Regions from separate parts of the Rattus norvegicus genome. Here all the other regions are linked to region 1. A link is a contact called in public Hi-C data. All regions are on one chromosome and are shown on one strand. The core of a region is the stretch at or near the end of the contact, and the rest is flanking DNA. Distances in the headings are between cores, read along the strand shown. Region 1 has its middle 27 kb from the start of Actg1. Region 2 holds the start of Slc38a10 (solute carrier family 38, member 10). Region 3 overlaps Slc38a10 (solute carrier family 38, member 10).

Region 1 (5,037 bases), core at 282-2,781:
AGGTCTGTCCTGGCCATCTGGGTCTACTCCTGGTGGGAGACCCCACACCCTTCCTAATAAATACTTCTACAATGGGATTCCCCCTATACACCTGGGGAGTCTCATCTCTTGATGAATACTTCCAGTTGGGGAGGCTGGATTGACTTGGGAACTATAGAGCTCCAAAGGGCTAAATGCTGGAGGCAGAGGAGCCCAGATGCCTGGGAGCCTTGAGGGTTCAGGACCAGTACCAGACCCCACTTGATTTCTTCCCACCCCAACCAGTCCAGTAACTTTCACTCTCTCTTACCAGCACAGAGGCTTTTTGGCCTCAAAACAGCAGGGAGAGGAGTGTGTTTAAAACTTCATGGGATGGGGATGCCCCCACCCCCACATTCACCTTTTCTCAGCCACCCAGGGAAAGAGCCCACAGGTGTAGCCTCCAGCACACAGTCCTTAGGACAGACACCTGACAGAGGCCACTAGTGTCAGACTGTTAGAAGGTTGCAGGTGTCGATGTCCTGCTTGCTAGAAATGCACTTTAATTGTGATAGGGTCTTTTAGACTTCCAGTTCTAGGAGAGGACCTTGGAAATGCACCCCCACCCCAACTACTCTCTCTCTTCCACCAACCTGGGCTTGAGCAGGGACTTTTCCAAGTTCACTCATGTTATGGGGATACTGAGGGTTCCCTGATCCCGCCCCCCCCCCCCCCCCCCCGCACAGGCTGTGTGGAGACTGGGTGTCTGTGTCCACAGCCCGCAGCACTGTGGCCTCTCTGCGGCCACAGCTTTGCTGTGGAAAATGCTGAAGCAGTTTCTAGACGGAAGATGTTGGGACCAGAGGTCAGAAGAACCAGACCTGACCCCTGACACACACACACACCCAGTTCCGCCTGGAGAGCTCTCTCCTTTTGCTGGCTCTGGGCTTCTGAGGCACCACTTTCCACTCCCGACGGAGTCCACTACCACTGACTGACTGACTGAAGAAAGATTTAGGGAAGGTTAGCATAGATGGGCAGTCAGGGCGGCGGAAGTTCTGTCCCCCACCGTGCCTGTGTGAGACTTGGATAGGAAAAGAGCTCATTCTGCAAACAGGCTCAGGATGGGAAAGATTCTCTCTAAGCAGTTTCCCACGTGGCCTCACTCTTAAGAAGGATCCAGAGCCCTTCTATCACTGAATGTTAGGTTTTTAGAAACATTCGGAGCTTGCTGCCAGGTTGGTTCTGTTCTTCGCCACAATTCCTAGGAGACAAGGAGAAAACGAGGCTAAGAAACCCGGGAACGGAGAATAAAAGAGCTCGTCCAAGGTCAGACCCTAAGAGGGCTGCGTTGCAGGCGGCTGCTCTTAGTTCGCGTGTGCGAACAAGCGGGGGGTTCCGGGAGGCGCGCAGGGCCGGAGTGGGCGCGCAGGTGGCGGGACCGGAGCGGGCGAGCGGCGCGGGCGCAAAGAACAAAAGGGCGCCCCACTCCCGTCCCACCCGCCTTCTCTTGGCCAATCGGCGTAGCCTGAACAGCAGAGGCCCTCTAATTGGTTACACATCGACCAATCACAAGCCAAGACTGAGAGCCCCAGCGGCCCCACGTGGGGTGATGTTCCTTGCTAGAGAAGGGCGGGGCACAGAGCTGGGCCGCGATTCGCGCGCCTCGGGGACCTGACGGCGACCCGTTCAGCCCTGGGGGATCCCCTGCGGTCGCCAGTGGACCTCGTAGCCTCTGGTCCCCATGGGGGCGTCGTCAGGCTCCTGCAGCGCCTTGGGAGTGCAGAGCCTCCGGGATGGGAGGTGGTAGGGCAAACATTGGGCTGTCCCCCGCTCCCACGGGAGGTGATGGGGGAGGCAGAAGAGCGCCACCTGGGTTTGGCTCGGAGGATGGAGCTGGTGGGGTGGAGGAAAGGAAGACATGGTCCTGCTGTTTAGTGGCGGAGGCATCAATTCATTCTTGGATGGAGTCCGGTTTTGACACTTCCTCTCATGCCCTGGGGACACAAAGAGAGGTGGCCTCTGTGGAAGCTTGGGGGCTAGTCCCCCCCTGGCCGTTTCCATTAGTTTCCCCTCCAAACTACTCCAAGTGGAACATACTAGAATGTTTTTTTGATACGGGCAATTGACACGGTCTTACATTTTTATGGCACCCTCAGACGGGACATTTGAGGAGAGTTGAGTAAATGGAAAATACATGACTTAGAGGAGAGATGTCTAGTACCCAAGCCAGCAACGAAGGGGAGCTGCCGCCGCCACCCCAGACCTGGAGGGCAGTTACAGTGGAGAAAGAGGCTCCGTTCAGGAGCTGTGACCTTGGAAAGGAGACTCGGTGACCTGGCAGGGAGGTGCTGGGTGGTGTATACTTTCCTCAGACTTGCCCGTGCTTCCCGCTGGCTGAATAGAGGCCCAAGTTGGAGCAAAGGAATCGAGTGAGGCCAACACTGCCTACAGTCAGTTACTGCTCTGGGTAGGAAGGTGGGGTAATGGTGGTCATAGCTATGGCCGTGTGTCAGGGTGCATTGGCCCAGCAAGAGGATTGTGTCCTGCACTTGCACTCAAGTGTGAATAGAGGTGTCTTAAAACACTGGGTTTTGGGGCTGGGGATTTAGCTCAGTGGTAGAGCGCTTACCTAGGAAGCGCAAGGCCCTGGGTTCGGTCCCCAGCTCCGAAAAAAAAGAACCAAAAAAAAAAAAAAAAAAAAAAACCACTGGGTTTTGTTTGCGAGCAGTAGGCGGATGTCACATAGGTGAGGCCCGGTAGCTGTCCGCCTGTGCAGCCTTGGGATGGATGGGTGGCGCTGGGTCGAACCTCTGTCCCCACAGAAGACATCCTGCAAGTCGCAAAGTGGAAGACGCTGTTTGGGTCCCTCAGCTGCCCTGCTGGATGTGCTTTTTCTTTAGGTGCTTGCGCGGCTCCGCAAGCCGCAGGTCTCAGGGCATAGCAGGGACCTAAGCTCCGTCTCTGGGACTTGGATCCAATTTACTGGTGTCCTTTCAAGGGCCTGCTTCGTCATTCGGCACACACTGGAGTTTGCCCGGATGACTGAGGCAGGAAGCATTTAGTCATTCAACAAGTCTGTGAGACTTCTGTAAGGATGGGCTCAGCCCTGGAGGTGCCTGAGGGGGACGGGGGTGGGGGTAGGGGGAAAGCGCGGTTCAGGCTTGGAAAAGTTTATGGTTCACTTTGTGGCCACACTCAAGTCCAGGTGAAGCTCGGGAACCACAAGAAGTCTAGAAAGGCTCCTCACAAAAATGGAGACCAAGGAAAGCTTGAGGCAGCTTTTAAAGGCAGGTAGGAATTGGGTGGTGGACAAAGCAGAGAAAGGGCAAGGGACAAGGAGGCGATACCAGGTGTTCTGAGAATGTGGCATCTGGCAGGTGTGGTTGTGGGCAGCAGGGACACTGACAACACCCCCGTCTCATCATAAGGTGATAACAACAGGATGACTTGGGTAACTGCAAGGAGGATGTGCTGTGTGCAGTCCAGTGTCTTTTTTTTTTTTTTTTTTTAAGATTTATTTACTTATGTATTTGAGTAGCTGTCTTCAGACACACCAGAGGAGGGCATCAGATCCCATTACAGATGGTTGTGAGTCACCATGTGGTTGCTGGGAATTGAACTCAGGCCCTCTGGAAGAGCAGTCAGTGCTCTTAACTGCTGAGTCATCTCTCCAACCCAAGTCTAGTGTCTTGCAATTGGCAATTATAGGCTCAGCGCATGCACACACACACACACACACACACACACACACACACACACACACACACACACGCACAGGCTCTGGTTGTGGTCAAGGAGAAGTGGGCTGCGGGCTTGTGAGCTGAGTTGCCTGTGTGGGGACCGTGGGTGATTTCAAGTAAGGACAGCTCTCCTGTTCTGTCTGAAGTTGCTGTCCTGTAGTTCACAGGTCTGGCCCCAGCGTCCTCAGCCTCTTGCCTGCTCCAGGCAGCCTTCTGGTGAGCAGAGGCAGCAGATAAAGTGGGGCTGTGCGTGCCAAGCCCAATTCTGCTGTTAAAACTGGTGTTTATGGGCCTGGGAACAGTAGTGTTAAGTCCAGATCCAGCTGCTTTGAGCCCTAGAGAATGGCACTTTGGAGGGAGTCAGGCAGTGTCCTCAGAGAAGTCCTGGCTATGGTGCTGGGGTATGGGTGCCCTGGGGAGTTGGAGCAGACATCATCTCCTGATGAGACCCTACAGAAGATGGCCAGAAATCAATAGCTCAACCTGGGCATGGTGGTATAGAGTTCCCGAGTCTCCAGAGGAAGCCAAATGCTCTGAACAGGGACGGAAACAGAAAACACAGAGACTGGCCTGATGGTTATAGTGGCAATTCCTTCAGATACACATGTGGCAATGTGACATCAGACAGATCCATGGTATGTATGCATGCATGCATGCATGCATGTGTGTATGTATGCATGTATATATGTGTATATATGTGTGTATGCATGCATGTGTGTATATATGTATGTGTATCTGTATGCATGCATATATGTATGTATATGTGTCTATGTATGCATTTATGTATGTGTATATGTATATTATATGTGTATATGCTTGCATGCATGTATGTCTGTGTATATATGTATGTATGTATGTATCTGTATGCATGCATATATGTATGTGTATACATATATGTGTTTATGTATGTATATATGTATATATATGTGTGCTTGTATGTGTGTGTATCTGCATGCATGCACATATATGCATGCATGTGTATATATGTATGTGTGTATATGTGTATATGTGTATATATATGTATGCATGCATATGTGTATATATGTATGTTTGAATGTGTATCATGCATGCATATATATGTGGGTGTATATGTGTGTATATGTATGCATGTATGTATGCATGTGTACATATGTCTTTATGTCTGTCTGTATGCATGCATGCATACATTTTGTAGTGCTGGGAATTCAATGGCCTCGTATCTTCTCGGAAATGGAAATGTCTCTACTACTGAACTACGCTGTAGCTCTGCCTCTTTTTACCTTAAACATTTGGGATAAATGCACTACTCCTAAAATGCAGGAGGCAGAACTTCTGCCCTGCAGGGGTTCTTGGTGCC
Region 2 (4,590 bases), core at 1,569-4,068, 160 kb after region 1:
TCCCTTTATAGCTGAGGATGACCTTGAACTCAGAGCTTTCTACATACGAGGCAGGTACTCTACCAACTGAGCCACATCACAGCCCTGGAAAATCACTGGAGACAACTTGGGTGCCCTGGGCAGAAGAAAAGGTATATATGCATTATGGGATGCTAGCAGTAAGAATGAATGACTCACAGCACACGCTCAAGATGATGGTGAATTTTGTAAATAGGGTTGCGTGAGAAACCTGTGACAGTTAAAGATGCAAAAGATGCTCTCCCGGTTCCCACACAATGAATTAGGAAGGCTACAGCTCAGCTCATGAAACAGAGTACAGCAGGTAGTTAAATCAGATTGTCTCTTCCGTTTGGGGCCACCGGGAAAGAGTGGAGGGACTGGAAGAGTGGGCCTGCTCTGTGATGGCATCTAGACATCTGGGTTTCTTCTGAACTGGTACTCCACTTCTGCCCAGGTCCTGCCCTGCCCCCAAGCTGTAAGATGGCTTCCTATCATTATGTCTATGTCTGTGTTCCCAATCCCACGGTGAACTGAAAACGTCATCCACCTCTAAGGGGTGACAGAAAGGGCTTACTTCTCATTGGCCAGAGCTTAGTCAAGTGGTCCTGAAACAGGTCCTGGCCAGTTCTTCATTTTCAGTAGTTGAAATATTTAAGTTGGAAATGGTAGGATTGAACATTGAGAGACAAATGGTAATCTTCCTCAGGGATATAAACGTACGTGTTAAATGCTAAAGAGAGGTAGCGATCACTCTAGAGAGTGATACTCTGAGGTGGCAGAGAAAGGGGTGGTGAGGTGGAGCGGCAGCATCAAAGGGAGTGAGTATCAGACAGCAACCCTCTTTTTTTTAAAAAAAAAAGATTTATTTATTTATTATATATAAGTACACTGTCTCTGCCTTCAGACACACCAGAAGAGGGCACCAAATTTCCTTATAAATGGTTATGAGCCACCATGTGGTTGCTGGGATTTGAACTCAGGACCTCTGGAATAGCTGTCAGTGCTCTTAACCGCTGAGCCATCTCTCCAGTCCTTCTTTTTTAAGGAATTATTTTATTTATGTATGAATGTACTGTAGCTGTCTTTAAAAAAAAAGATTTATTTCAAGTATGTGAGTACACTGTCGCTGTCTTCATATGCACCAGAAGAGGGCATCGGATCCCATTACAGATGGTTGTGGTTGTTGGGAATTAAACTCAGGATCTCTGGAGGAACAGTCAGTGCTCTTACCTGCTGAGCCATTTCTCCAGCCCCAGAGTCTATATACCTTACTGGCCAGTACGGGGATCGAACCTGTGGCTTTGGCATTGTTAGCACCATGTGCTAACCAATTGAGCTAGGATTTTATAGCTGTCTTCAGACACACCAGAAGAGAGAGTCAGATATCATTACAGATGGTTGTGAGCCACCATGTGGTTGCTGGGAATTGAACTCAGGACCTCTAGATGAACAGACAGCGTTCTGAGCCATTTCTCCAGTCCTGTCTCCCTCTTAAGGCTGAATGTCAGTTACATGGTTATGGGAATACAGCAGCTGGTTTTATAGATTGTGGACAATGACTTTGCAAACAGTGAACGCAGATGAGTACTATTTTTGGCTTTGTATTCAATTACTCTGTTTTGTTTGAGACAGGGTTTCTCCACATAGCTCTGGCTGTCCTGGAACTCACTTAATGTAGCCTAGGCTGCCCTCAAACTCAAGAGATATGCTTGTCTCTGCCTTCTGAATGCTGGCATTAATGGCTTAGGCCATTGATTGTTCTTTACCCTGGCGTTTCCTGTTTTTTTGTTTTGTTTTGTTTTTGTTGTTATTGTTTTCTCTCTCTCTCTCTCTCTCTCTCTCTCTCTCTCTCTCTCTGTCTCTCTCTCTCTCTCTCACATCTGCGTGAGCTCTGACCCAGACACTGCTCTGTCTGAGGCTGGAAGAATTTGTCCCTTGTCTAAGGTGCATGATCTTGCATAGAAATCAAATTGTTTTCTAGGAGAGCCTCTTAAGGCAGCTTGAAGTTTCTCCTTGCATGCACAGCTCTGGCCTCCTGGAAATATTGTGGGGTCTTTCTCAGACCTCAGGTCCCTAGGCATTCATTCACCACAGACATTGCCACTAAGGACACTGCCAAGTGCCAGTCATCCGCTTCCATGTGGGAGGGTTCTTTCTCTACTGTCCTTAGTGTGCGCATTACTCCAGGAAGAATTCTCATTAGTTCTTCAAGTACAGAAGCCACCTTCTCTTGAAATCCTAGATTTCTCTCGTCTCTCCTCTTTACCTTTCCTTTGCTAGGGCAGTAGATTACTTTCACCCCCGTTGAGTACCAACAGACACATCCCCGTGCTCTCTCCTACAGGCTGTGTGATTTTGCTGAATCTCCAAACCTCACGGTGTCCTGAAGATTCATCTGTAAAACTTAAGTGCTTCAGTTTAGAAAGGTCCTCCAATCGCGACCCAAAATCCTTCCTGTGGGCAAGGACCTGAAAATTAACCCTCAAGAGCCCACTCCTCACCGGAAAGTCCTTCCCTTCCTCTTCTGCTCTTCCGGCTAGAGATGGTACCCCGCAAGACTCTCGTCTTAGAGCTGCCTCAGTCACTAGCGAAGGAGCAAAACTTCAAAGACAGCCTGGAACCCAGAACCCAGATTGTGGCTCCGCCCCGACTCAGACCCCGCCCCACGTCCCGTAGTCCCGCCCCCACATACCTTTTATTGGCTAGAGTTACACCTAGCTCCGCCCGGGGGGTGGAACTCGAGTCACGCTTCCTCGAGCATACACATCTGCTTCTTGTTGGCTGCTGTCCCGCCTCATCCCGCCCTTAATACCGTCACTTCCTGGCAGAGTACACTCCGAAGGCGGAAGTTTGTGTGCCGGAGGCAGCGAAGCGGAGCTGAGGTGTTGCTAGCGTTGCCTGCGGCGCTTCCGGGTCCCTGCTCCACTCTCGGGAGGCGGAGGCGGGAACCTGAAACCATGGCTGTGAGGCTGCTGCGGAGTCTGACAGGGTCCGGAGGCTGATTTTGCGACGCCTGTCTGCGGGTCCCCTGATCCCGGTTTAGGGTTATCTAGGGTCGCGCCGTCCCGGCCCCTAGACCCTCAAAATGACCGCCGCCTCCACCTCCAAGTGGGGGCTGGTCACGAACGTCGTAAACAGCATAGTGGGGGTCAGCGTACTCACCATGCCTTTCTGCTTCAAACAGGTGAGTCGGGGTCGCGGGGGCATGGGTTTGAAGTGCTCCGCTGATGGGAAGGGTGTGTGAGCCCGGCGGGTAGGGAAGAGACCCGAGCAAAGTCCTCGAAGCGAGTCGTGCATGATCTGGATCTGCGCGTTCCGCGTCTACTAACACCGTACGGAAGAGCACAGAGAACGATAAGTGAGCAGATTGATAATGTTTTTGTTAGTCCTGTGTTTGACTCCGACGGATTGCACGGAATCATGCCGGTCCTCAGCTTCGGCTACCAACAAGGCTTAATCGAGGTGATTTAAAGTATTCGTTTGGTCTGATCTGTGTATGTGTCACCACAGTTGGAAAAGCAGACATACAAAAAAGTTTGATGTTATTCCAGTGTTGAATGCCACGTGAAAAGATGGTCATATTTCTACGTGGCTCTGCTGAATCTACCAATGATTTGCGGAAGCAGATGGAAACGTCAAATTGGGTAATGACTAACAAAGGAAGTGGTAGATTCTCTCATTCTTGCCACGTGTGCTGTCCTCTGCTATTGGGACAGTGGGAAATCAAGGCAAAGATCGCCCCTTCTATCCGATGACACCCAGGAGGTGATGTGGAAGATTAATCCGTGATAGGCATTTGGAAGTGAAAATGGATTGTTGATAATTTAATATTAGACTAACAACTACTTTGCGTGTTTTATGGTTCATGTCTCAGTCTAAAAATAGAAAACACGTTTTTCTAATTGGGGAGGTTTTTTTTTGATCCTCTACATTCTATCCTGATTGAGAAGGCATCTAGGGTGAGGTATTTGATATGGTTGATAGATGTAGGCAGAAGAACAGGGCTAGATCATCCGGGGTGACATCTGTGTTGTGAACCCCAGTGTTGAGTTGTTGGGGGTGGTTTTGGATGTTTTTGGAGTGCCTACGTCTCCCAGTGTCCATGGAAACTTTTCCTGTCAGCAGAAATGCATCCTGGGACTTGAGTGTTGGCTGGTTTCAAATCTCCAAGTGAACTCTGTCATCTTTGCTGCCTGTCTGTGAAGTGTGACTGACTCTTTTTTTTGGGGTCTGTCATAGATGACTGGGAAATTAGCTGTTTGGGTGCAGGTGGTTGAGCAGTCTTTAGATTGGAACATTGCTGTGCACGGATGCTAGGCCTCTGCTCAAGCATACAGAGACGAGCCAGGTGGCGATCTGCTTGGGAAGAGCTTGGGAGAACTTGGAACCCAGTGTGCAAGGGAGACTAGAAACAGTCGAACTGTGTGCCTAAAACCTGTCAACTTCCTATCACTGGGTGGTTATCTCCTCCAGGAACCTTGGGGCAAAGCCATCTGAGTTTAGCAGAGTATTGGGGAATGTGTTAGAGTTTAGCGGTACCTAAAGAAAACTTTGGGTTTAGGGTTTGTTTAGTGATTCTGGCAGTTAAAA
Region 3 (4,669 bases), core at 1,235-3,734, 190 kb after region 1:
CGATTGATGATGTCAGTGTGACCTGCCACCTGCCTTCTCCCAGCTGGAGCCTTGATGAGCCTTCTGGGCTTAAGCTGTTTTGTCTGGTGCTTAGTTACAGCAAGAAGAGCAACGAGCAGTCTCTGTTCTTCTTCCTACTAATGCTCTGCTGTGCAGGGTGGATGTGTAGGGTGTGCTGCTCTTCCTCTACCTGCAGTCACACCCACTTCACCTGCCACCAACTCACTTAGGCAAGACTTTCCATTTGTCTTTTACTTTTTTTAAGACAGGGTTGCCTGTGTAGCCCTGGCTGTCCTAGAGGTAGACCAGGCTGGCCTTGAGCTTGGAGGACCACCTGCCTCTGCCTCCCAAGTGCTGGGATTAAAAGTGTGCACCACCACTGCCAGCTTTGTTTTTGTTTTATGAATAGGATTTCACCATGTAGCCTTGGCTGTCCTGTAACTCACTGTGTAGGCCAGGCAGCCTCTGCCTCCTGATTGCTAGGATTAAAGGCAGTTCCATCCACCCCAGGCCATTACTTATTAATGTGGGGGTTGGAGCGTGTGTGTGTGTGTGTGTGTGTGTGTATGTATGTATGTATATGTATGCATGCTTGTAAGTGTATGTATGTGTGTATGTATGTCTACATGTGTGTATGTATATATGTATGTATGCAAGTGTGTATATGTATATGTGTATGCGTATGTATGTATATATGTATGTATATGTGTGTGTATGTATGCATGTGTGTATGTATATGTGTATGTTTGTGTGTATGTATGCATGCTTGTATGTGTATGTGTATATGTGTATATATGTATGTGTGCAAGTGTGTATGTATACGTATGTATGTATATATGTATGTATATGTGTGTGTGTTTGTGCGTGTGTGTGTGTGTGTGTAGGGTGTGTGTGTATGTATGTATATGTGTATGTTTGTGTGTATGTATGCATGCTTGTATGTGTATGTGTATATGTATGTATGCAAGTGTGTATATGTGTATGTGTATGTGTGTGTATGTATGCATGTATGCATGTGTGTGTGTGTGTGTGTGTGTGTGTGTGTGTGTGTGTGTCTATTCAGGCCAATGGTATCTTCTCCTCTACCATTCTGCACCTTATTTTTCTCTCCCTGAACCTGGACCCTACCCAGTTACTAGGGCTTTAAACAGAGATCCTCGTGGTTATACAGCAGCATTTTACAACTGAGCTGCCTCACAGATGCTGTGCGTGGAAGTTTGCTCTTCTCACGCCAGTGATGTGCAAGACCCATGTAGCATTGGGCAGCCATGGCAGGCTGTAACTCCATATAGCCCACTCTCAGAGAAGTTGGTGACTCTAGACTAGGATGGCAGCCAGGGTGATGATGGCACACATCTTTCATCTCAGCATTCAAGAGGCAGAGGCAAGTGGATCTCTGAGTTCGAAGCCAGCCTGGTCTACATAGTGAATTCCAGGACAGCCAGGGCTACACAGAGAAACCCTGTCTTGAAGGGGAAAAAAAAAAGACTAGAGGGGTTGGGGATTTAGCTCAGTGGTAGAGCGCTTGCCTAGGAAGCGCAAGGCCCTGGGTTCGGTCCCCAGCTCCGAAAAAAAGAACCAAAAAAAAAAAAAAAGACTAGAGATGGCATGATGGTTAGTGTCAGTTGTCAGCTTGACAGCACCCATGATCGCCTGAGAAACTAGGCACAACCTTCATGGGTTAGATTAGGTTAGCCACGGTACATGTTTGTGAGGGTTTATCTCCATTCCCAATCAAATGGGAATACTCACTCCAGGAGTGAGCCAGGGCTATCCCTAGTCTTGAGGCATCATAGAACTGAGGAGGTGAGCTGAGCAGGAGCAGCCATCTCCCTACCTTCCTGCCTAGATGCAGCTGACCAACTGCCTCAGACTCTTGCTACCAGGCCTTTCTTATTATGCGGAACTGTACCCTGAAACTGTGAGCCAAAGTAAACCCCTACTCCCTTAGGTGCTGTTGTCAGGGTGTTTATCACAGCAACAGAGAGGACGCCGAGGCCCAGTGCCATAGCCGTTATTTCCAGCTTTAGGTAGTTTCAGTAGCATCAAGGTATAACCCATTGTAAATCTAGGAGCAGCAGCCCTCACTTCCGATTGATGTTCAGTTTCGGTCCTTGGTTTTCTGTGGTTTAGTCCTGTCTCCTAGCATACTTAGTATTTTTCAGTCATCGTGTTTAAGAAACTCCGGAGGTTCTGAATGGTGTGACTTCCCGGTGTGCCTATGACATCACGGGCAGAGGCTGTAGCCAGCTGGGGTAAACCTAGGTTCAGTGCACCCTCGCTCCTAGGATCTAGGTTAACTGTCGTCAGCCCTCGTGTTGTTGATTCTCACTGTCTTCACCTGTTCCTCCATCTCTGTTCTCTGCTGGCCTGTACTTGAGGAGAACGGCACACGGGCAGCATGCTCGTGTGGGCTCTTGTTCTCTCCTGAATTCAGGCAGCGGCTGCTGGAGCCCATGCTCCCAGTTCTCAGTGCCCAACCTGGTGAGTCATTCTGGAGTCTAGACTGTGGCCTTTCCCTGAGTGCTTACCTTGCTCCCTGGAGCTGTAGCCGGTGTCACCAATGGCTGACCTCGGTGTTCTCATGTAGCACTGTAGTTAAGTGGGGAGAACTGTGTGACACAGTGTTCTGAGGTACTTGATGTGGCAGTTAGTAGTTAGTAGTTAGTTTGGTAGTGAGGTTAACTCATTGCCTGTCAGATTGCATATGATTTTCCTAGTTTGTCAAGTCCTGGTGTTTAACCTCATCAGGTGTTTTGGAGAGGGTGTGGGAGGGAATCCTAGTTAGACTTTCTTGGGGCTGGAGTTAAGAGGATCCGTGGCTCTTGAAAGGGACCCACTTCTGCTTCAGCAGGGAGGTTCATAACAGTCTGTTAACCTTCCCACCTCAGCAGGCATGAGGCAGGCATGTGGTGCACACTTGTGAAGGCAAAGCCCTCATACACATAAAATAAATTTTATAAATCTAGAAAGTAAAGAAAGAGATTTTCTTAGGCTGGGGAGTTTACTTAGCATGTAAGAGTGTGTACTTTCTTCCAGAGAACCTGAGTTGGGTTCTCTGCACCCACGTGATGGCTCATATAAAGGTCTTGGTGTCATAGAATAAATTCCTGGTTTTTCATTTAGTTGGCCTTACATCAGTCTGCTACTGGTCTCTTCCTCTCCTGCTTTCCTCACCAGCACAGCATCATAGCATCTGGTATACTTGTTTGTTTTTATTTTATAGCCTGGCCTTTGAGACAGGGTCTTGTGTAGCCCAGGCTAGCCTCAAACCTTCCACATAATGCTTCAGATTCTCTTGCCTCTGTCTCAGGTGTGCACCATGAGGCCTGGCTCATGCAGTGCTAGAGATCTGACCTCAGGCTTCATGTGTGTACACCAGGTCCCTACCAGAGCCCTGCCCTGTCTGCTGTCCTGAAGCTCAGAGACCTGCCTTTGCCTCCTGAATGCAGGGATTAAGGCTTTTGCTCTCATGCCTGGCTTTCTAACTCTAAACTCTCCTCCTCATTATTCTCATTAACGATGAGAACAACAATGTTGTTTGATTTCTTTTATTAATGAAGTTTGAATCAACCGATCTGAGAAAGCTAAGCTCCCTTTTGGTCTTGTTCTCGTTGGAGTGCATTAGTGCTACAGATGCACTAAGACCGTGAGCCTGTGTAGTGGCTCCTGTGCAGTTCCACCATGATCCTCCTATTCATCAAGTGGCTATGGCTTCCATGACTCCGCTGTCACCTCAGGTCTTCTCAGTCTGGCTCCCTGTCTACAGCACTTGGCTTCTGTACGGGGTCTGGTTTTTTGGTGTGCTGACTGTACCCATTTATGTGCAGGGAATCTGTGGATTTCCTATAGTCGTTTTTTTCCTGTCCACCTCACTGAGTCCTCCCTGGGTCTCTTGGTTCACTTCCTTCTTTCCCATTACTACATTCCTGTTTCTTTTGTCTGTGTATGTCCTTGTGTGCCTGTCGTCATGGTGCCTGTCGTCATGGTGCCTGTTGTCATGGTGCCTGTGGTGGGAGTTGTCTTCATGCAGTTGGGACTGCCTTTACATGTTTCCATGCATACATGACCTATTGCATTCACATAAGGATGAGCAAGCATGGTCACAGTCTGATGTGCTTTGTCTTAAACACACACTGACTGCATCATGCCAGGGCTCGATCTGTGCCGTTAACTATGTTTCTGAGGGTCTTGGTTGTTTGAACTCCTTTCTGACTGACGTAGGAAGATACTGCAGATCTGCCATGAGTCTACCAGCCAGCCTCTGTGTTGCTGTTCTCAACCAGGTGATCATTCTGGCCGAGTAGGGCATGTGGTGGCTTCCATACTGTGGAAAACATACTCTGGAAGTGTGGCCGGGTCTGAGGCCCTTGGGGACCAGGCCCTGTCCCAGGAACTCCAAGAGTCCAAGGCTGACGGGCAGCTGGTGGAAAGGTGCATGAAGAAAGGATAACTAGAAAGCATGACAACAACACAGTGAACGATAACACAAAACCTAGCTTCATCCAGCGGTGGCTTTCTACAGTGAGACTGGCTGGCCTCGTTGGTTGCTATTTGAGGATCTCCTGCTATGAAACCAGCAGGGGGCACTGCAGTCCCAGGGACAAGAGGAGTGGATTCCTCCAGGAAAAGGCTCTGCTGGCCCCATTTTGGAATCAGCTGATCTTGG

Evidence for each region. Hi-C and Micro-C count contacts between places; a contact is called where the count stands out from the background.
Region 2: a contact with region 1 is called in a Hi-C map of liver, with 4 times the contacts expected there. The contact joins the promoter of Slc38a10 here to the enhancer-like site in region 1. A contact is called at or near these places in 3 of 12 Hi-C or Micro-C datasets (the A7r5 cell line and liver) and 1 of 1 datasets of contacts at active chromatin or transcription factors (oligodendrocytes).
Region 3: a Hi-C map of the A7r5 cell line shows a contact between it and region 1, with 4 times the contacts expected there. The contact joins two enhancer-like sites. A contact is called at or near these places in 11 of 12 Hi-C or Micro-C datasets (the A7r5 cell line, the Rat2 cell line, Schwann cells and 6 more) and 1 of 1 datasets of contacts at active chromatin or transcription factors (oligodendrocytes).

Annotation. Positions count from the first base shown.
Region 1 is chr10:106,091,870-106,096,906 of GRCr8, reverse strand. No RefSeq gene overlaps it. Among named protein-coding and RNA genes, the nearest start is that of Actg1, 27 kb to the left of the region's middle. Within about 2 kb of position 1,531, at least 78 of the 93 cell types and tissues checked have an H3K27ac peak or open chromatin away from gene starts, as enhancers often do. A contact at or near this core is called in the A7r5 cell line and liver, where this site is marked.
Region 2 is chr10:105,933,271-105,937,860 of GRCr8, reverse strand. It overlaps Slc38a10 (solute carrier family 38, member 10), which reads left to right and starts at 2,818. Exons shown (of 16, transcript NM_001376915.1): 1 at 2,818-3,184. The coding sequence starts at 3,086.
Region 3 is chr10:105,902,081-105,906,749 of GRCr8, reverse strand. All of the region lies in intron 10 of Slc38a10 (solute carrier family 38, member 10), which reads left to right. Among named protein-coding and RNA genes, the nearest start is that of Ndufaf8, 25 kb to the right of the region's middle. Within about 2 kb of position 2,484, at least 3 of the 93 cell types and tissues checked have an H3K27ac peak or open chromatin away from gene starts, as enhancers often do. A contact at or near this core is called in the A7r5 cell line, where this site is marked.